7 separate regions of the Mus musculus genome follow, and all the other regions are linked to region 7. The links are chromatin contacts, called in public ChIA-PET, HiCAR-type, HiChIP or PLAC-seq and promoter capture Hi-C maps. All regions are on one chromosome and are shown on one strand. Each heading gives the region's core, a stretch centred on a gene start, on an enhancer-like site or on the middle of the called end of the contact. The rest is flanking DNA. Distances are from core to core; before and after follow the strand shown.

Region 1 (3,014 bases), core at 180-2,679, 870 kb before region 7:
AAGCGCACCAGAGCACCTCTGCTAGACTCTGTGAGGACCTGGTGAGGGAGACACTGGCAGAGCCAGGGAAGACAGTCCACATCCTCACAAGAGCCCACTCAAGGCTTCACTGGGGAATTCTAGGCAGAGGCTCCACCCTGTCCACGACCCAGCCTCTCACCACGGGACTCTAGGCAAGTGGGAGGGGTAGGCTCTAGCCCTGAACCCACACAGCTGGGTTTGATCCCCACTTTATCACACCTATGATATCTGTGGGTTCCTCAGACTCTAAGTGCTCAAAAATCAGAAGCCCCCAAACCTGCTTCAGTGACACCTGCTTCCCCCCACACACCTCAAAAACACACTAATTGCCCTGGCTCATACTGGGGTATGAAAAACCTAGAGCTGTGGTCTCTGTCTTTGATACTGAGCTCTGTCTAGGGTCCTGTGTGGCTGTCACAAGGGTGAGCTCCTGGTACAGAGCAGATAGAGGCCATGTTCAGCACCCGGCAGAGCTGGGATGGCTACTGAACTTGTAAGTTCCTGGCCCAGAGCACAGACAATCTGAAATCAGGAAAGCCACTTGGGTCTGTGCTGCTCTAGGCAAGTCACTTAAGGTTTCTCTGGGTCTCAATTTCTATCTCTCAAAAGCCTGGATTTAGTTTTGTGTGTTAAGGCTCATGCAAGGAAGGTTAGAATGCAGTCAGCAAACACCTGAGGGGGCTTTCTGAAGAGGGAAGATGGCAGATGAGGCTTTTCCAAGTGTCCTTGCTGTGACAGGGCCATCCAGGCACAGGAAGTGCAGACCCGTGGTTGAGTTGGGGTGGAGTTTGGAGTAAGGTGGGGGTGTTGGGGATGGGTTGGGGGTGGTGGGAGTGTGGGAATCACTCCCAGACTGATTTTCCAGGTCTCACAGCTGCCCCCTGGGAGGTAGCTGGCCCTGTCTGGCCTCTGTCAGGGAGGTCATCACAGTGCCTCCCCCCTTACTCCAGAGACACCAACTGAAAGAGAGTCTCCGCAGTACTCAGGAACCCCAAAATTGTTGCAAGGCAAATGTTGGGGTGCATTTGTCATGGGAGTCCCAGGTGACACTCTAACTACCTAGTGGGTAAACTGAGACCCGCTCAGAGGGATGCAGGTGTCTCGCGGAGGCGCCTCTCTTCGCTTTGGCCTCTCAGATCTCTGTCGCGCGGTGCACGTATACCCCATTTTTCTCTGTCTCAGTCTCCTTCCTCTTCCTTCCAACACTTTCCCGCCACGGCATCCCTTGCGCTGGGCACCCAGCGCCGGCGCTATTCCGGAGGAATCTCCCGGCCGCAGACCACGCCCTCGCCCACGCCCGCGTCATGCCTCCCACCTCCTGGCAGAGGCTTGCTGCCATTGGCTCCTTCGTACACTGCCTGTGCGCTACCATTTGCTGAGCCAGTGAGCGTTTAGAGGGGGCGAGCCCTTTCTCGGGGGCGTGGCCTCCTAGCCAGCGGCCGGGCTCAGATCCAGCGGCCAATGCCTCTGGCCCCACAGAGGCACCTACAGAAAACTGAAGGCTTGACACATCCCGAGGAGCAGGTGAGCGATGGGGTCCTGCATTGGCTATCCTGGGTTCTTTCCGTCCCCTCCTATCCCCACACCGTCCTCTGTATATCCCGCCTCAGTTTCCTCTGTATACCTATTACTGACTGTGGGAGCATGGGTGTTGTGAGCAGGTTGCTGTGGGCTACTGTAATAGTCCTAACACATGTCCTCAAGAGGACACTTGATGGACTTGGCTCTGTACAAGTGTGCAGCCTGACTCCAGAATGGTCTAGGTATTCTCTGAGGTAGCCAGCTGGACCCCACTGTGGCTCTGGCTGGTGCAGGGTTACCCTGACTGGGACTGGCACTTCAAGCTTCCCATTGCCCGAGGGCTTGAACTCAGTTTTACCATCTGGGAACTGGGACAGTGGCTGTCACATAATTGGCAGGTGACCTGATCCAGGTCTGCAGCCTCCTGGCTCTTTCAGTGTTGGTTTGGAGGATAAACTGGGGTCCAGAATATGGGCTGCGGATGGCCAGAGAGATGGAGACACTGTCTCCAGAACCATATTCTGGTTTGTCACCTTTGTGAGCAGCGGGGCTGGAGAGGGACAGGGTGGAACACTAAACTGGAAACAGGCCTCTGGGTCACTTCCCGAGCTCCAGGCTGTGACGCCTCTGAACACCTTGCCTTGGGGTTAGGACACAGCTCAGACAAACCTGACTCACTTGAACAAGTAACTTAATTATAAGCCTCAGTTTCCCTGTCTGACTTGGGACAGTTGTTTCGTGACTCCCTGAGGCTTCTTGGGGGTGCTTAAACAGACAAAAGAGAGGCTGAGCCAGGGTGGGCTACACACCGAGGCTGTCTCTAAAACAAAAGGGACCCTAGGGTGTAGCCCAGTGCGTAGAGTGCTCACCTAGTAAGCAAGAGGCCTTGGGTTCCGGCCCAAACACAACATATACCAGGACATTTACCCATTTACCCAGTGCTTAGAATAGAGGCAGGTGGATGCCTGTAAGTTTGAGGCCAGGTCTACAAAGTGAGTTCCAGGCTAGCCATAACTATGTATAGAGATCCTGTAACAAACAACAGCCAACAGAGAAAGAGAGAGAGAGAGAGAGAGAGAGAGAGAGAGAGAGAGAGAGAGAGAGAGAGAGAACAGGAATGTAGGCTTTGAGTGCCAAACTTCCTGTTTTTCTGTCCTGGGACCTCAAAGTGGCCGCCTCTTCTCCACATGGAATGTCCTTGCACTTGAGACCTTTGTGCGTGCTGAGCCCTCTACAACCCTGGCAGATCAACACAGGCAGCGACAACTTTAAAACATAATAAGTTCATGATCTGGGCCGCACCTAGGATGTGGGTGACTGGGAGGGATGAGGGCGGGGCCATGGGGACTGTACAATGTAACAGAACAAAGAGAGTCATCACAGAACACCTGCCCTGGGCCTTCCCACACATGGTGAGCCAGACTTGGGCCAGGGCTGCTAGTTCCGTAATGGGTGAGTGGTGGATCCTGAGG
Region 2 (2,941 bases), core at 302-2,801, 850 kb before region 7:
TGTGTGTGGGACAGGCAGCTAACCTCATAACAGTTCACCTCGATGCCCTGGGTGCTGCTGAGGTATCGGCCCTCTTGCCAGCTTACGGGCTGCCCTGAGGACTGTCCCAGGCTCTGGTGGCTCACTGATTACACATAGACTAAGAGTCAGGGATCAGCACTGTGGGCTGCTGATTCCATTAGGCGGAAGCCAAGGCAACTAGAAGTCCTTCAGGCTCAAGGGACTGGGACTTTAGAGCCTCGGGAGTCTGGCCACTTTCCCTTGACACCAGTCGTGTGACACCCTGAGGAACTTACCTCGTTGGTCCCTCCTTGGGAAGCGTAGGTGAATGTACATGTAAACTTGTTCTGTAGAAGGAGAAATAAAAGGAGGCTGAAGAGCAAAGATCTCAATACTCAGAACCAAGACCCTAGCATACTGGGCATGGTCCTGTATGCACATCATCTCTGGTATCCAGGAGGCTGACGCAGAACTGGGAACTGGGACATAAGCTAGCCTGGGTGACTTAGCAAGGTGCTGTCCCGATGTAAAACAGATCAAAAAGGACTGAGATATACATCAGCCCCTGCCCAGAAGGTCAAGGGTTGAGCCTGTCCAGAATCCAGCAGTGAGGGGTTGGGAGGGTGACTCAGGGGTGGAGTCCCACCTAGAATCCCCTAATGAGGAGCTAGGGATGTGGCTCAGGGGTGGAGCCCCTGCCTAGGGCGGGGCAGAACCCTGGCTCTGCCGATGTGAGACTCTAGGTTCCATCCCTCAGTACACCCTCCAGAGGCCACCAGATCTCTCTCCTCTCAGGAGCTCAGAACTTTGCTCAAATCACTGTGATTTCCTAGGAAGGTCAAATGGCCTTCAGCAATCATCCCTAGAACATCACCTATGAGGTCAGTACTCGGGGCTCCTGTTAGATACAAGCTTGTACTGCTTCCTGCCCACAACACAAACCTGCCAGAAAGCACAGGACTATAGTAATGGTCTCAAGAAATGGTCACTAGGGACACCGCTGTCCCAGAAGCCAAGCTGGGGCGGGCAGAGGCTAGGCTGACTGCTGGCTCGCTGAAAGGAGAGGTGATGGACTCGTGTAAGGCTTGGGGGGTGCTCCCGCTCTAGTCCGGGTTCAGTGAGTAACCCACGTGCGACCTGTATAGCCAGTCCCCTAGATCCGCTGCTCTTATCAACCAGTATTCCCTTTTCTACAATGAGATGGGCAAGGGGAAGTCGCCTTGCAGGTAGGGAGTGACTGACAGAAGACAGACGAGGCAGCCAGGTCCCTTCTTCAGGTAACCCTGCCTCTGCCACTCCACCCGGTCTCCAGGACCACCTGATCGGAAGTCCATAGGCATCGATTCCCGGGCAGGAGGCTTAGCACGTACCCCGGGTCCTACGTCCTGGGAGAACGAATGCACGACCCCTCCGGGCCTCACGTCAAATGGCACGGTGGTGGGCTCGGACACAGCGGCGGCCAATTTCAGCGCTGCGGCCGCCAGGACCACCGCAGTCCAGAAGCCTCCGCTGGGGGCTGCCATCTTGCTTCCGGGGCAATGCGCAGGCGCTCGCGAACGTGGAGTGACACGCGCGGGACACGTCAGCGCCGAACGGTGACAACGTCGCCCCGCCCGATTTGGCTGCCATGGTGGGGCGGGACTCGACTTGGCACGTGATGCACTACAGCGCCTCTGATTGACGCTCGCGGATGCCTGGAGGGCGACTTCGTCTTGGCGCTTGTTTGGGTTGGAGTTTGCAGGTAACTTTTGCCTCCCCCCCGGATATTTTTATATCTCACTTAAATGGGCTCCCGGACTCACTTCAGGACAACATGGGGGTTGACAGTGTTTAATTTTGTTAGATTATCCATTTGTTAATAAATATGGTTTATTTCACTTTTATTTGTCCTATTTTTTTGGTTTTGACGAGACAAGGTCCTGGAAATCTCTCCAGGCTAGCCGGGAACTCAGAGATCTGCCTGACTCTGCCACCTGAGTGCTGAGATTAAGGCGTAGGCCTCCACCACCACCTGTTGATTGTTTTTTGTTTTGTAACATATTTTACATATATGTGTGTGTGTGTGTGTGTGTGTGTGTGTGTGTGTGTGTGTGTGTGTGTGTGTATTAAGGTTTGTTTTTTGTGTTTTTTTTGGTGGGGGGTCTCTGTAGCCCTGGCTGTCCTGGAACTCACTCTGTAGACTAGGTTGGCCTCAAACTCAGAAATCCACCTCCCTCTGCCTCCCAAGTGCTGGGATTAAAGGTGTGCGACACCACTTCCCGGCATATTTTTCAAAAATATTTTATTGTGAGGGCTGCGGTGATGGCTCAGCAATTAAGAGCACTGGCTGTTCTATAGAGGACCAAGATTTGAAGCCCAGCACCCACATGGTGCTTTACAACTTTAACTCCATTTCCAAGAGATCCGATGTCTTCTTCTGGCCTCTGCAGGTACCAGGTATGCATGTGGTACACAGACAGACATGAAAATAATATAATAATAGCAATACTTTAAAAGTGAATTCTTCCGGTTTTGCAGCTTCCTATAGGTCACAGGTGTTGCTATGCTGTTACCGGACCTAGAGCATGCCTGGCCAGCCCTCTGCTGCTGAATAATTTTCCCATCTTTCCACTGGCCAGCGAGATGGAATAGTGAGTAAAGGGCTTGCAGCCATGACTTCAGCCCTGGTCACTAGATGGTGGTAGAACTGACTCCTAAAAGCTGTTCTCACTACATGTGAATTGGGGCAAGCAGCCTTGCACAACAGAAAATAAGTATCTTAAAATTAGACTCTACGGCTAAGTGATCCTCTATCTAGTTACAAGTACCTCATTTCCTCTCAAATGGCTGCTGATGCCACCTTAGCCTGCCCCATCCCAGTCCTCCTGTAGTCCCTGAGCGGTGCACCACAAAAGCCATCAGAGTAGTGGCGGGGTCCTCCTTTCCACCCCAGCCTATGGGC
Region 3 (2,705 bases), core at 134-2,633, 990 kb before region 7:
ACACTAGAGCACTCCTTACCTTCACTGAGCCCATGGCCCAAAAGCAATTCATACAACTAATTCATTAGCTAAATAACCCACTTACTAGCCACAGCTTCAAGAAAACTGTTGCAGGCATTCGAGCTGTTTGCAGATAAAGAAAGGTTTCTTCCTCCACCTAACAACAGCAGCAACAACAACAAGAAAAGATTTAGAAACTAGTGATTGGGTTCCAGATCAGCAAGGCTACATAGTGAGATTCTGTCTTAAAATTAAAAACAAAAACAAAAGACAGAGGCAATTATTCTTTTGTTGTTGTTGTTGTTTTTGAGACAGGGTTTCTCTGTATAGCCCAGGCTGTCCTGGAACTCACTCTGCAGACCAGGCTGGCCTCAAACTCAGAAATCCACCTGCCTCTGCCTCCAGAGTGCTGGGATTAAAGGCCGGCTGAAAAACATTTTTTTATACATCGTATCACTGGCTGTCTTGGATCTTGCTATGTAGATCAGGTTGTCCTCGAACTCAGAGATCCACCTGCTTGTAAATCCCAAGTACTAGGATTAAAAGCATGAAGCACCAGACTCAATTTTTTTCATTTAATATTCTTCAAAGTAATTTACACGAAAAGAAGGAATATATGGTTGAAAAGATTTATAATTTTACAATAGAAAAACATTCCTAATTTTAAAATAAAGCAAATTGTTAATTTATTAAAAAGTGGTTCATCATTTCAAAAATGAAATGCCCAGCTGTAACATTTTTAGAAAGAGTTTATATCCGGGCAATGGTGGCACACGCCTTTAATCCCAGCACTTGGGAGACAGAGGTAGGCAGATTTCTGAGTTCAAGGCCAGCCTGGTCTACAGAGTGAGTTCCAGGACAGCCAGGGCTACAAAGAGAAACCCTGTCTCGAAAAAAAATTATAGTTAAAAGAGAAATTAATGCAAGAAATAAAATTAAAGGAAGTAATTCTCTAATTACAATGGCTACTTTCAACCCGTCACTATTATACCTTAATTCCCATTACTCTTCCAATGGGTAATTTCAAGTTGTCACTACTAATCTAAACGTACCCTTCCCACCTCCTGGAACGCATATAGCCAATAAAAGGGGTGTGGGGGGTGTGCAAACGCTGATATTTTAGATTGACATTTCTTAGGATCAATAGAAATGCAGATCTTCCCAGCAGCTCCTGAACCGCCGGAAAGGAGCCTTCATCCGCCTCCCGCGGGATTTTCTAGCACATAAACCGAAGTTCTCGCGAGGACGTACTGAGTGCACCTCTTTTTCCGGAGGCTGAGGTGTCACGTGACGCAAGCTCCTCCAATCGGCGCGCGGGCCGCGGTGGTTGCCGCGGTTCCCGCCAAATACGAGCGCGGCGGCCGCGGCGGCAGCAGAAGTGACACCGGTGGGAGGCGGAGTGTGCAGCCTGGCCGCCCGACTGAAGCCTGAGCCGCCGCCGCCGCCGCCGCCGCCGCCGCCGCCGCCGCCGTCGCGGAGATGTTGGAGGAGCCGGAGGCCGCGACGCGGACAGCCGCGGGTGGGTGAAACTGCCTAAAGGAGCGGATCCAAGCCTAAGTGGCCTCGGGGCGGAGACCAGGAGAAGGGAGGGCTCTTAGGAAACTGAGGCCTCGGGGAGGGGGAAGAGTCAGCTTCGCAAGCTCCCGAAGGCATCTTGTGTCGCCTAAATAGCTGGAGTAAATGGGGAAACCGAGGCCCCGAGTTGGATTTGATGGATCCTGAGTGCTTGTGTCCTCTTGAAATCAATTGGATCTTGTAGCAGCAAGTGGAGAAACTGAGGGCAAGGAGAAGAAAAGTCAGTCGTACAAGTTATTAAGTGCGTTTGTGAATTCCAGAGCAGTTCGGACCTTTGCAATGGGCGGGGAAATTGAGGCCCGTGCTCACTTGAGCTCTGGACACCAGAGTAGCAGCAACTCTGCGGGGCAGGGCTAGTCCAGGAAGGTCGGTTTGGGTGGTTAAAGCATAGCCAGGAACCCTTTCTGGGTCCCGAAAAGGGGCCCTTTGTGAGTGTGGTATGGACCAGTCGGGTACGTGTTAGGAGTCTTTGTAGCATGCGGTAGGCTTCCCGAAATGTGGGGTGCCTATTCCCCGCTAAATTGTATCCCCAGTGTGTGTTGAACGATTGAGGGGCTGGAAAAGACGAGGTCGGTCCTGATAGACTAAGATTTCTCCAATTGAGCACCACTGACTAGACAGCCCTTCTGGGTACATTACACTAGTCTGCAAGCTCGGAGATGAGGGGAATTGGGGATGGCCAATTTCAGGATGGAGAGCCGCATCCTCAATCTCCATCCACTTCTGGGATAACTCTGGCCCCTTTTACAGTTCTGATCATCAAAGATACACACACACACACACACACACACACACACACACACACACACACACACCCTTCACAGCCTGGTATTCCAGGAAGGCTGGAGCTGTTGTTCTGACTGGCTTGAGAATTTTATGTGGGCATTAATAGTCGTACAATTCCTGGACTCTCATGGAGCATTGTTTTTATTTAACCAAGGTGGAACGTTTAAAACCGACACTATTGCTCTGGCAATAAAGACCAGTTTGGTGTAGCAGTTCATACCTGCAGTTCAGCATCCTAGAAGCTGAGGCAGGAGGATGATGAATTTCAGGTTGATCTGGCCTCTGACCACCTGAATTGTATCCTGGGAAGAAGAGAATCAATTCCACAAGCCTGTATCCAATAA
Region 4 (3,024 bases), core at 297-2,796, 910 kb before region 7:
ATCCTCTGCTGGGTCTCTCAGTTCAACCGGACTCAGAGTCTTGGGAACAACAGAAAAGTTGGGAGCCCACAGGGAACTACTTCTTCAGTCACACAGTCAGTCAAGGGTTTCTTGTCAAGTCAGGTGGGAGCTCTGAACCAGTGACCTGACCTTAGGAGACAAGGATGACCCCGAAGGTTGGAAAGGGCAGGGGGGTGGACAGAATTAGGGACCTAGAGAGGACCCAAGAAGGGATTTGGACTCACTACGTGTGGAGTCGATCCCAGCACAGCATAAACCGTGTGGTGGTGCATCATCCCAGCACTCAGAAGGCTGAGGCAGGAGGATTGCTGAGCATTTCAGGCCAATCTGGGCTACAGAGCAAAACCCTAACTCAGAAATTTTTTAAAAAGAGAGGTGTGGGGAAGCATTTGTGAATGGGCCTGGGAGGGACACCTGGTTCTGAAGATAGCAGAGACTGACTACAGACCAAGGTGGTAGGGACTATGGTAGGGACTTAGACTCACACTGGGGCTGCAGGTGCTCCAGCAGTGGCTGTGCGTGGTCCAGGGCACAGGTAGTCACACTACACACACAGTGCTCAGCAAGGCGGCAGGCGGAGCCCAGCAGCGGGTGCCTGTCCTTGGCCGAGTTGTAAGCACTGGACACGGCAGTGCACGTGGCCTTGACCAGGGGCAAAGCCACCACTCGATTCACCACATTCTGCAGAGAACAGTTACATCAGGGCACAGCCATACCCCGATTCCCTTCATTGTGCTAGGCTGGGGGACACAAAGCAGGTCGCCTACCAAAGGCTGCAGCATGCAGCACACACACAGCAACAGGGCAACTTCTGGACCTACAGATGAGGCCAGGGCGGGAAGGGGGGCTGTTTGGGTGACCTGCACACAGGTCTGGAGAAAGACCTGACTGCTTGGGGCCTTAGTTTCCCCACAGGTGTAATTGTACCCTAAGTTTGATGCTATCACTGTAGTGACTACAATAGGTGACACCTGGAGCTATGAGAAGGGACTGGACCTTGGTCGGGCAGGGACCCAGCCACGAACCCCCCAGCCCCCTGCTGTCGTCCTTCTTTACCTGCTGGTCCAGTTCTCCCAGGCTGGATCCAGGGTCCTGAGCTGTCTGATCACCGGACATTCTGGGGGGAGGGGGGGGTAAGACACAGAAAGAGAGGGAAACCCTGAGAGTCAGCCCTGTGGAGTATTCTGGGGTCCATCAGCAAGGCATGTACAAGGCCCAACACACAGAAGGTATACAATGAAAAATCTATGACTTTGTGGGAGGACAGGCGTGGGCCCTGGTGGGACGAGGATGAGTTCAAATGTCATTACCTGCTGTGTGGCGCTAGGGTGGTGTCTTCACCTCTCTGGTCCATTTCCAGTAGGGACAGACCCGCACACCAGCCCCCGTTGCAGAGGTGGGGGCAGCGGTCAGAGAATCAGATCCCTTTGACGGGCAGGAAAGTTGAGGCAAAGATTGCACGTGGAGCTCCGAGGTCACCCTCAGCTGTCCACGGTGACAGGGACGCTGACCTCAGGGCTCATGCCCTATGTATCCCCACCATGGCCGTCCCACTGTCCTCTGCGCCTGGGCCCCGCCCAACTGGGTCCTGGGCCCGGGCCCACTGGGCCAAGGGTCCTGCCACCTGCTGTGCCTGTGGCTCCTCGCATTCACCCCCGCCACTTCCACCCTGCCGAGTTTGGGTCAGGGCCATCCCTACCCCACCCTCTACCCTCGCCTGCGCCCTCACCTGGGTGCAGAGCTCAGATCCCGCGTGTATCCGCCCCCCGGCGCTCCCACCTGAGTCAGCCCTCCGTCCTTATAGCAGGTCTGGGTGGGGCCTCCGCACGCGAGCCAATGAGGCGCCGCCGGGGGTGGATCTGGAGCTTCCCCGCCCCCCACAGGCGCCATGGTTGCCATAGCGGCTCAGGGACGCTGAATCCTGGTCCAGTCACCATGGCTGACCTCAGACTAGGACTGAGGACTTTCTTTTTGTTGTTGTTGTTTGTTTGTTTGATTGGTTGGTTGGTTGGTTGGTTGGTTTTTGGTTGGTTGGTTGGTTGGTTTTTTCGAGACAGGGTTTCTCTGTATCGCTCTGGCTGTCCTGGAACTCACTCTGTAGACCGAACAGGCTGGCCTCGAACTCAGAAATCCGCCCGGCGACTGAGGACTTTTCTTCTTCTTTCTCCTTCTCCTTCTCCTTCTCCTTCTCCTTCTCCTTCTCCTTCTCCTCTTTTTTCTCCTCCTCCTTTTTTCTCCTCCTCCTCCTCCTTCTTCTTTTGTTGTTTTTTTTTTGTTTTGTTTTGTTTTGTTTTTTGTGACAGGTTTTCTCTGGCTATCCTGGAACTCATTTTGTAGATCAGGTTGGCCTCGAACTCAGAAATCCACCTTGCCTCTGCCTCCCAAGTGCTGGGATTAAAGGCATGAGCCACCACGCCCGGCGACTTTCTCATTCTTCAGTCTTTTCCGTTTGTTTTGTTTGATTCAGACTCTCTCTCTGTAGTCAAGACTTGACCAGAACTCACTATATAGCCCAGGATAGCCTCAAAGTAACCACATAGCCAAGGATGACCTTGAACGCACCACCCAGTGGCTAAGACAACAGATGTGCCACACCACACATGTTTATGTGGTGCTGGGCGTGAACCCAGATCTGTGGGTGCTCGGCTGACTGCCTTCTGAGGCCCACTTCCTTTGTTATTATTATTATTACGTCTATGTGTCCTGGTGTTTTGTTGATATGTTCCATCTGTCATGATCCACAGATGCCTGATCCCCACAGAGGCCAGTAAAGTTGACAGACCCCCTGTGACTGGAGTAACATGTGACCTTGAGCTATCATGTGGATGCTGGGACTGGAACTCCAGCCTGAGCTGTTAAGCCATGGGTGGTCTCTCTGGCCTCCATCTTATTTTTAATCTGCTGTTTAATCCTGAGAGCTGTTAAGCCTGTCAGTTCTGACCCCATTTTACAGATCAGCAAACTGAGACCCAAGTTTTAACCCACTCTCCCCAGCTCCCTCTG
Region 5 (2,951 bases), core at 95-2,594, 890 kb before region 7:
TCTGTAAATAGCCCGCAGGCAATCGTGCACCCTGAAAATCAGCCAGAAAACCCGAGTCCAAGATACAGAGAAAGAAAGGCACGTTGTAACCAGGCAGAGGCGCTCTGGCAAGTCCCTCCAGCCATTCTGTCCCCAGGGCCACCCTCCTCCACCCAAAGCTTGTTGGCCTGCAATATTGGGGTTCCCAACTCCATCACATTCAGTTTGGGATTGGGGCATCGAGCAGGTAAAAAATAAGAAGTTGGGGGTGACACAGACGTCAGGCAGTGTGACACAGACCTGCCAGGGTCCCGGAGACCTGGAGAGCAACACAGACCTCAGATGGGGAGCAACACAGACCTCAGGCAGGTGACAGAGACCTGGGAACCTCAGATGAGAGTGACACCGACCTTAGGCGGCGGGGGTTGGGGGTTCAGTGACAGAGACCAGGCAGAGAGGACCTGGGACCCAGGAGTCCCTCCCGACCTCAGGGCTGTTGTAGGCCTAGAATTCACCATCTGAGGCCAAGGTGGGGGGTTCGGCCTGGCAGCAGCCCTGGGGAGGCGCCCCAAAGTCGGCAGTGGAGAGCAGAATGGGGCACGTGACCCCCGCTCCAGGGACCAATCAGCACCGCGGTCGGCCAGGGGGGCCACGGTGGCACCCACCCCGCGCGGCTGCCAGAGACGCTCCTTTGTCCCATTGTCAGGCTTTGGGGGGGGGGGCTGGCAGCCCAGCTTAGGGCTGTGCTGCAGCGGGGGCGTTGGCCGCGGACTGCCCCCCCCCCATGTCAGTTGCGCGGCCGGCGAAGACCAGCCGGTACCCAAGAGCTTGGGGACAGCTGGTGCACAGGGCCGCGTGGGGACCCACGAAAGGTCGCGGCTATGTGTCCCGCCCCCTCCCCCGCCCCCATCAGTAGGCCGTCACCCCAATAATTCGAAGCCACTGTCAGTGCCCCGGCGCGATGAGCCGGGGCCTTGGCTGCAATCCCCGCCCGCTGCGCAGCCCGTTAGCCCCGCCCAGGGCGCTGGAGCTGCGACCGCACGCGGGGGGCCCCCCAAGCCAGTGCCGCTGCACGAGGCGCCCGCGCCCTGTGCGCGCCTGGTGCGTGCATGCCCACTGCATCTGTCCCTGCATCTGTCCCTGCGTCTGTCCCTGCGTCCGTCCCTGCGTCCGTCGCCGCATCTGTCCCCCGTGCATCTGTCCAAGGTGCGTCCCCGCGTCCGTCCCTGCACTCACCTCCAGCGCAGGCCGAGCACCTGCTCGGCTCGGCCCCGGCCCCGGCCCCGCAGCGTCTCAGCCCGGGCTCCCACGCGCGGGCGGCTCCCGCGGGGGCGCAGCGCGGTGTCCCGGCCGGGGCCGCATCTCTGCCGCCGCCGCTGCGACTCGCAGCTCCGCCACCTCCGCCCCCAGCGCCCGAGCTCGGAGCTTCGCAAAACCCGGAGCAGACCACCAAGGAGCGGAGCACGGACGGGAGGGGGCGCCTCCACCATCCTTGGCCTCAGTTTCCCTTTCTCTGCCTCCCACTTCTCTCTACTGGGGTGGTTCTGAAGACCACCGACTCCCGCACTGAGCTGGGCGCTGTTCTGACTCTGGGCATCTCCAGTATACCGTAGGCACTCCATAGATGTTTTCTGGTATATTCTAGTGAATTCCCAATTCATCTGACCAGTCACCCACACACAGGAACCTCATGGACGTGGTCCCACGGTCCTGGTGGCTCATGACATCATTGAGTCAAACCACCAAGGTCTCATTTTTTATTTATAATGATTGATTGACTAAGACAGACTCTCCTGGGGAGTCTAGGCTAAAGGCCTGCCCCAGCACGCCGCCAACACTCACTTTCTGAGGGACATTGGGACAGCAAGATATCTCTTTCCATGCCTCAGTTTCCCTCTGTCCAAAGCCCCTCCTCATCCCAGCCATGACGCTGAATGAAAACCTCTTTCCGATTGGGCTAGGCATTGCCTCAGAATACAGTAAGTATACTGATGGCACCTCCAGTATACAGTAAGCACCACACAACTGCTTTTGTAATTGTGTGTGGAGTTGAATCCTGCTCACAGGGTCGCCCTGAAGCCCATCCAGCTGAGGACACTCAACCAAAGGTTGGGACTGTGAGCTGCCCGGGACAGCCAAATCTGTGGGTGTCAGGATTTTAACTCTGACCTGTGCACACCCTGAGGGGCTGGAGCAGACTCCTTGGTGTCACCACTGTGGCGACAGGCTGAGACCTCACTGTGGCCCATCAGCTTTGCCGCATATCAGCCAGACACAGCTTCTGTGGAGAAACTGAGGCAGAAGATGAAGCCAGTTCTCAGCCTACTCTGCTTGGCCTATGAACCAATTTGTCCGGCAAACATTTATTGAGCGCAGCTCTAACAATGTTTTTCGGCCCAGGGGGGCGTCGGGGGGAATGGGAGGGTGGCTGCCAAGGTGACCAGTGGCTGCAAAAGTCAAGGTGCAGAGGGCTCAGTGGCTGCTGGGGGTGGCAGAGGGGGAGGGGGGACACCGGGCCCCTGAAGGCTCACGGGTGGATTTGGCAGGGAGTGCAAGGCAGAGTGGGGGTGCAGGGATGGCCTGTCCCCAGGGAGACCTGTCTGAACAAAGGCCCCATGGTCATGAATGACGCCTCTTTCACAGACCGGCCTGGAGGTCAAGTCGCCCTCCCCCAGCCGGCTCCAGCCGGTCTAGGAGCTGACCTGATAGCCATGGAGAGTCAAGAAGACAGGACCTTGTCTGAGTCCTCCAGAGTTAGCCCCAGCACCCCTTTCCTCAGCTGTGAGGCTCCAGGAAGATCCCGCCCCCTGGGCCTCAGTTTCCCTTGCTTCCGCCAGCGCTGCGTTCTCGCCCTGCTCCAGGCGGTAGAGATTCCAGTACGGATTTTGGGGACGCCCGAGGCTACCGACACCTTGTGCACGGCCGGTTTGCGGCCCAGGGGTGCGAGGGGGTCTAGGGAGACCGCAGGAGGG
Region 6 (2,700 bases), core at 68-2,567, 810 kb before region 7:
TGAGGGGCTGGCAAGGATGGAGTGGTTGGTGTGAACTGGGGAACCAGTGAGGATGAAGGGGCCGGTGAAGATGGAGGGGCCGGTGATGTGTGTGGCTTCTTCTCACTCACTTTCCATGCGGGCGGGAGTCTCCGCCTGTGCCTAACCCTATCTACCTGGTTCGACTCTAACTGAGCCTCCCAGCCCCTCGGGGCTGCCAACATGCCCTGGGTTGTACTTGGAAGAGACGTGTCCCTCAGTGTGCGGTCTCCCTGGGACCCAGCAGGGAACTGGCGACTGTGGTCCACACCTCCTGGGCACCAGTCCCAACTCTTCGAAAGCAGGTTGGTGATTGCCCTGGGGGCTCCCGAGGGAGCCTGGGTAACAGGCAGCAAAAAGGCCGCTGAGGTCAAAGGCTGGGCAAAATCGTGGATGGGGAGGGGATGGATGGGCCTAAGGCCGAGATCCTAAGGGTGGGGCTCAAGATGCAGGGAATGAATGCTGGAAGCTGAGGGGGTTCAAGCTAATCCGGGGAGGAAAGGGATGAGACAGAGGATATGATTTTAGTCTGGGAGGGTATCAAGCTTGGCATGCGACAATGTGGAAACTGAGGCAGAGGATAAGGGCTGAGTGAAGGATCAGGCTTGGGGAGTGACCAGTCTTGGAAGAGTCAGGCTGGTAGGGTCATTTGGAGAGGTTCATGCTGCGGGTTTCAAGCTTTGGGGTATGAAGCTTTAGGATTTCAGGTTTGAGAGGAGGGTCAACCTGGACTATCAGGCCTTGAGGGAACAAGTTGGACGGATCAAGTTTTGGGGATCAGGCTTGAGGGATCAAGCTGGGAGGGGAATCAGGCTTGCGGGGATCCGGCTTTAGAAGATCAAGATGGAAGAGGATGAGGCTTGAGGGGATCAGGTTGGGAAGGATGAGGCCGGGAGGGAGGGTTTGGCAGAGACGAGGCTGGCGGAGGCTGGCGGAGGCTGCGCGGACGCCGGGCTGAGCCGCGCTCTGCGATGAAGCTGGCGGCTGCGTCTCCGCAGCGGTGCGGCAGCAGCTCTTGGGCGCGGCCCGGAACCGGCGAAGCGCGGCGACCAGAGCGGCGGGGACGACGAGGACAGGGCGCGCGGCGCCGAGGCGGGCGGACGGCGCCGGCCGGGGCGGGAGGCGGCGAGCCGGGGCCGGACGCTGCTCACCCGAGCGTGGCGCGGAGGACAAGCTGAGCAGGGCGTCCCCGGGGCCGGCGGCGCCTCACACGCGACGCTCCATGCCCAAGACGAGGGCCCGGAAGTGGCGGGCGCGGGGGGACAGCGAAGGCGGCGGACACCGGGGGGACCCGCCAGCTGCGCCTCCTTTGACCCGGAAGTTGAGCTGCAGAAGCAGAGGCTTTTGATTGGGTAACGTCAGGGCAGAACCAACGTCCGTGAAACTCTAGGGGACAATGCTCAGGAGCGTCTTAGGGCTGAAGGCAAGGCTGGTGGCCCCTTGCTGTCTGGGAGAGGACTGCGGGATGGACACCCCTGCTCCAGTTCTGCTGGCCAGCTCGACCCTGCAGTGACCTATTAAAAATATCTAAGAAAGCTGAGATATTGGTAGAATAGTGGTTAGGAAAGCTGCCTTCCAAAAGGTGGCCCCGGGTTCTAGTCCCAGATTGCTTACGCCGCTCATCCCAGCGCTCGGAAACTCTCCACTTAATCAGGCTAGCTTTGAACTCTAAGATCTGCCTGCTCTGTCTAGATCTCGCCCACACCATGTTTTACTTTGTTTTTTGTTTTTCGAGACGGGGTTTCTCAGTATAGCCCTGGCTGTCCTGGAACTCACTCTGTAGACCAGGCTGGCCTCGAACTCAGAAATCCGCCTGCCTCTGCCACCTGCCTCTGCATTAAAGGTGTGCGCCACCACGCCCGGCTCATGTTTTACTTCTTATCTGTGCATTGTGTCTGAGCCACGCGAGTGTGACAGAAGAGGACAATGGGTTTCTTTCCTTTTAATTTTTTTAAATTTATTATTATATCTAAGTACACCTAAGTACACTGTAGCAGTCTTCAGATTCGAGGGCGTCAGATCTCATTAAAGGTGGTTGTGAGCCACCATGTGGTTGCTGGGATTTGAACTCAGGACCTTCAGAAGAGCAGTCAGTGCTCTTAACCACTGAGCCATCTCTCCAGACCCACAATGGATTTCTTGTAACTGGAGTTAAGGCCACATGAGTGCTGGGACATGGACTCCCCTCCTCGCAGAGCCACCTCTCTCAAGCCTCTAAAGAGCTTTTGTAAATAAAGACACACTCCCCAAAAGTTATCCTAACAGGGTTCCTGCAGAAGGGCATCCATTGTTTGGTGAGTGACATTTAGTGAGCATCCTCCATTGTTGTTGAAGTGTCCCCACTTAGCTTCCTAGCTAGTTAACTTTTTGACCGGAAATCCTGAGAGCTACATTTTTAACATGATGTTGCAACCCTGTTCCCTTTCCAGGAACCCTCCCTGGAGACACCATTTGTTACACAATTACAGGACGTGGCTGAGGGCCTGGCGGCTCTCCTGGTCTTCCCCAGTTCCAGCCATCCTCTTCTCTCTCCTGACCCCTTTCTTTTCACACCCATTTTGGGGAAGAGTCTCATGTAGCTAAAATTTATCTTGAACTCCTGCCTCTTCCTCCCCAGTGCTGGGGTGACTGTACACCACCATGCCTGGTTAATGAGAAGCTGGGGATTGGGACTGAGCCTAA
Region 7 (2,947 bases), core at 178-2,677:
TGTCCACCTTCCCCACCTCATCCCAAAGCCCAGGCTCTCTAACAAAGGGTCGGTCCTCTCTTCATCAGAAAGAACTCTCCCAACCCCTTACCAAATCCCTTCCTAGGGAAGGTACAGAAATGGGCCAGGGGACCTGTTTTGACTTGAAAATAGGAGTAATGGTGTGTAAAGCAAGATCCTCTAAAAGGGAGTTGAATTTCTGGGCGGGTGCAAATGTGTGCTAAGATGGGTCCCCCCCACTTTCTAAGTATACGGCCAAGCTCAGTCCCTGTGCAAACCTAGGACTCCGTCTTGGGAACTAATATATTCTGAACCCTCAGGTCTCTGAATAGCGGTCTCCTACCATCCTGCGATGCAACTTTACAAACCCTGAGAAGCCCTTGGGGACCCTAAGACTCCAAGGGTTCAAAGAGGGGTCTCACAGCATCTCTGACCCCATCCTTCATGAACTCAGGAATTGCTCTTACAGATCTGCCTCAGTTTCTAGAACCCCATGGGTCCTAAGGGGGTGCCTAAGTGAAAACCCAGGAGTGATTCTTGGGGACATCCTCATAACATTCAAGCTCAGGCCTTTGGAAAACTAGGAGACCTCTCCAAATCACAAACAGTCTTGGACTTTAGAGTGGTCCTCAGAATGCAAACCCTATATCTTGAATGGAAATAACGGGTGCAAGCTCGGGGGGTGGCTCTTGGGGACACTGTCCCAGACTGCAACCTTTATGGGTCCTAGAGGAATCCTCTAGTACACCCAGGAAAAAAATCGTGGGAACTCCAAAGCTGCAACCCTCCTAATAGAGAAGACCTGGTGCAAGTACAGGGGTGGGTCTCAGGGACCCCAAAGGCTGCAAGCCCTGGTACCCAAGAGAAACCGTCCAGTGCAAAGTCTAGTTTTCGGAGATCCCCCCTTCAACGCACCCTTAACTACACGCACGCAGAGGGTCACCCTCACACCGTGACGGCCCCAGACTCCCCGCCCCGAGCCCGCCGCCCACGTGACCCTCCCGCGACCCCGCGCGCGCCGCTGCCCCCTCCCCCGCGCGCGCGCACGCGCCCTCGCGGCCCCCTCACCTGGCGGGCCCGCTGCACGGCGTCGGCGAAGGCGTCCTTGCGGATCCCAGGGCCGCCGCCACCGGGAGGCTGTGAGGGGCCCCCGGACGCGCCTCCTCCACCCGGGCCGCCGCCGCCAGGGCCTCCGCCGCCCCGGTCTCCCGCGCCCGGCGGGCCCGGCGGAGGGCCTCCTCCCGCACCCGCGGCTCCCCCTCCGCCGCCAGCGGGAGGCGGCGGGCCGGGCGGGGGACCTCCGGTGTTGTAGTCCGACATGGCGCGGCGGGGACGGGCTTGGTGCGGAGGCTTCAAGCTGAGGAGGCGGAGGCGGCGGCGGCTCAACGCGGGAACAAGGCCTCGCTCCACACGGCCGCGGAGCACGATGGGAAGCCAGCGGCTGGGAAGGCGACGGGGAGGGGGGGTCGCGGAGGGGGAAGAGGGGCACCTCCTCCCGCCACCGGCTTGACGGACGCCGAGGAACAGCCAGTAGTATACGGCTACCACTCTACGCCCGCCAATCGTGGGCCGTAAATCCGGGCGACCAGTCAGAGCTTCGGAAGATGCAGGGGGCGGGAGGCGCGGTGTGACTGACGAAGATAGGACTCAATAAGCCCAGGGCTGCTGGCGCTGGGCGGGCAATTGGAAGTCACGCGAGAAGTCAGGAGGCCCAATGAAGCGCGAGTTCCACCTTCTCGGGGCGGCTCTAGGATGAGAGTGACGGCTCTGATCAGTCACGTGGCCTTGAGGGCGGAGCCTATGAAAATTCTCTGGGATGAGCTGGGCGGGCGCTCGGCAAGATAGTCGTCAACACCAGCTAATGAATACACTTAGGAGGCGGTGCTTGCTAAGATTGGCAGTCATTTGATCCAGTCCCCGAAGCATTTTGGAGGATGCGCTTGGATTTGGACGTGACTTTTCTCAGAATCCTTGTCCTCTGACTTCTGAGCCAATGGCTGAGCGACAAGGGCAAGCGTTCAATGATTGACCCCTCTGTGGACAAATAGCAGTAACAGAAGTAATAGTGCCCGCTTGCTGAGAGCCAGTGAAAGCGCATCTGCATTGGGGTGGAACCCGCTACCAGGCGGCAGGAGCGGATTAGTGGGAGCAGAAGTGAGTGGCAGAGGACGTGGGAGGTAGTGCTCAGCAGCCGGAACTATGGGCAGGACCTTAAGTCAGCGCCCCAGTAGCCTGGCTTGGGGAGGCCTTGCCCGTGGCCTGCCCGAAGCCTTGGGGGGTGGGGGGAGTGGTGGCCCGAAATTGGGTGAAGATTTTCCCTCAAAGGACCTTCACTTCCAAGACTCATGACACCAACTCCTCAAACTTCAAGCCTATTCCCAACCTCGACCCAGGCCCCCCACAGGGGTCCAAGTCTCCTGCTCCCAACCCTGGACTAAGAAGGAACCCCAAGTTCCCACAGGAGTCCAAACTTCCAGTTGCCACCCTGGGCCCAGAAGTCCCAGGTCCATTTACCGGAGTTCAAGACCCCTAGAGCTCCTAGCCTGGACCCCAAAATCTCAGGTCCTCCTGATCCCCAAGTCGTCAGGGTGGGGGTTGAACTTAGGATCTCATAAATGCTAGGCAAGCACCCTAGACGATACACCCCATCTCCCAGCTCCCACCCAGAACCAGCTAATCTCAGACACAGACGTCCAAAACTATCTTTATTCATTGTCTGCATCTTCTCTTGAACAAGCCTGCAAAAACCCGGCTGGAATCCCAACTCAGAATCCCAATTGGAGGACTCCCAGCGCTTTTCTAATCCGAGTCCTGGGTGGTTTTTGCAAACCAAAATGGCCTTAAAGCCTGAGCCTTGGAGTGCTTTTTGAGACTCAGGGACACTGGGTCTTCCATTCTCTTCTTGTTCAGGGCAGGTCATCTGCTCAGGACTTGTACACCCAGGGTT

The links. Promoter capture Hi-C pulls out the DNA fragments that hold promoters and counts their contacts. ChIA-PET counts read pairs in DNA pulled down with a chosen protein or histone mark. HiCAR-type assays count read pairs that join an accessible place to other places. HiChIP or PLAC-seq counts read pairs in DNA pulled down with a chosen protein or histone mark.
Region 1: a contact with region 7 is called in an H3K4me3 HiChIP or PLAC-seq map of bone marrow-derived macrophages, with 6 times the contacts expected there. The contact joins the promoter of Tnfaip8l1 here to the promoter of Khsrp in region 7. A contact is called at or near these places in 1 of 39 promoter capture datasets (cranial neural crest), 1 of 484 Hi-C or Micro-C datasets (B cells) and 2 of 115 datasets of contacts at active chromatin or transcription factors (bone marrow-derived macrophages and pancreatic cancer cells).
Region 2: an RNA polymerase II ChIA-PET map of memory CD8 T cells shows a contact between it and region 7, with 18 read pairs. The contact joins the promoter of Mydgf here to the promoter of Khsrp in region 7. A contact is called at or near these places in 1 of 39 promoter capture datasets (embryonic stem cells) and 3 of 115 datasets of contacts at active chromatin or transcription factors (memory CD8 T cells, pancreatic cancer cells and regulatory T cell precursor).
Region 3: a contact with region 7 is called in a promoter capture Hi-C map of hematopoietic stem and progenitor cells, with 2.8 times the contacts expected there. The contact joins the promoter of Chaf1a here to the promoter of Khsrp in region 7. A contact is called at or near these places in 9 of 39 promoter capture datasets (the C10 cell line, cranial neural crest, embryonic stem cells and 6 more), 1 of 484 Hi-C or Micro-C datasets (muscle stem cells) and 3 of 115 datasets of contacts at active chromatin or transcription factors (Th17 cells, large pre-B cells and pancreatic cancer cells).
Region 4: a HiCAR-type map of astrocytes shows a contact between it and region 7, with 3 times the contacts expected there. The contact joins the promoter of Plin5 here to the promoter of Khsrp in region 7. A contact is called at or near these places in 2 of 39 promoter capture datasets (embryonic stem cells and hippocampal neurons) and 2 of 115 datasets of contacts at active chromatin or transcription factors (astrocytes and pro-B cells).
Region 5: a contact with region 7 is called in an H3K4me3 HiChIP or PLAC-seq map of stem cell-derived neural progenitor cells, with 5 times the contacts expected there. The contact joins the promoter of Sema6b here to the promoter of Khsrp in region 7. A contact is called at or near these places in 3 of 115 datasets of contacts at active chromatin or transcription factors (large pre-B cells, pro-B cells and stem cell-derived neural progenitor cells) and 1 of 9 other capture datasets (adipose tissue).
Region 6: a contact with region 7 is called in a promoter capture Hi-C map of liver, with 2.1 times the contacts expected there. The contact joins the promoter of Dpp9 here to the promoter of Khsrp in region 7.

Annotation. Positions count from the first base shown.
Region 1 is chr17:56,161,062-56,164,075 of GRCm38.p6, forward strand. Tnfaip8l1 (tumor necrosis factor, alpha-induced protein 8-like 1) reads left to right here and starts at 1,430. Exons shown (of 2, transcript NM_025566.3): 1 at 1,430-1,545.
Region 2 is chr17:56,182,369-56,185,309 of GRCm38.p6, forward strand. Mydgf (myeloid derived growth factor) reads right to left here and starts at 1,552. Exons shown (of 6, transcript NM_080837.2): 1 at 1,371-1,552; 2 at 297-347. The coding sequence starts at 1,523. It also overlaps a transcript of Tnfaip8l1 not described here.
Region 3 is chr17:56,039,033-56,041,737 of GRCm38.p6, forward strand. It overlaps Chaf1a (chromatin assembly factor 1, subunit A (p150)), which reads left to right and starts at 1,384. Exons shown (of 14, transcript NM_013733.3): 1 at 1,384-1,519. The coding sequence starts at 1,480.
Region 4 is chr17:56,115,752-56,118,775 of GRCm38.p6, forward strand. Plin5 (perilipin 5) reads right to left here and starts at 1,547. Exons shown (of 8, transcript NM_001077348.1): 1 at 1,332-1,547; 2 at 1,078-1,138; 3 at 507-702. The coding sequence starts at 1,375.
Region 5 is chr17:56,138,999-56,141,949 of GRCm38.p6, forward strand. It overlaps Sema6b (sema domain, transmembrane domain (TM), and cytoplasmic domain, (semaphorin) 6B), which reads right to left and starts at 1,345. Exons shown (of 17, transcript NM_001130456.1): 1 at 1,216-1,345.
Region 6 is chr17:56,217,572-56,220,271 of GRCm38.p6, forward strand. Dpp9 (dipeptidylpeptidase 9) reads right to left here and starts at 1,318. Exons shown (of 21, transcript NM_172624.3): 1 at 1,170-1,318.
Region 7 is chr17:57,030,080-57,033,026 of GRCm38.p6, forward strand. It overlaps Khsrp (KH-type splicing regulatory protein), which reads right to left and starts at 1,428. Exons shown (of 18, transcript NM_010613.3): 1 at 1,069-1,428. The coding sequence starts at 1,320. Slc25a41 (solute carrier family 25, member 41) reads right to left here. Exons shown (of 7, transcript NM_175333.3): 7 at 2,693-2,947. The coding sequence ends at 2,917.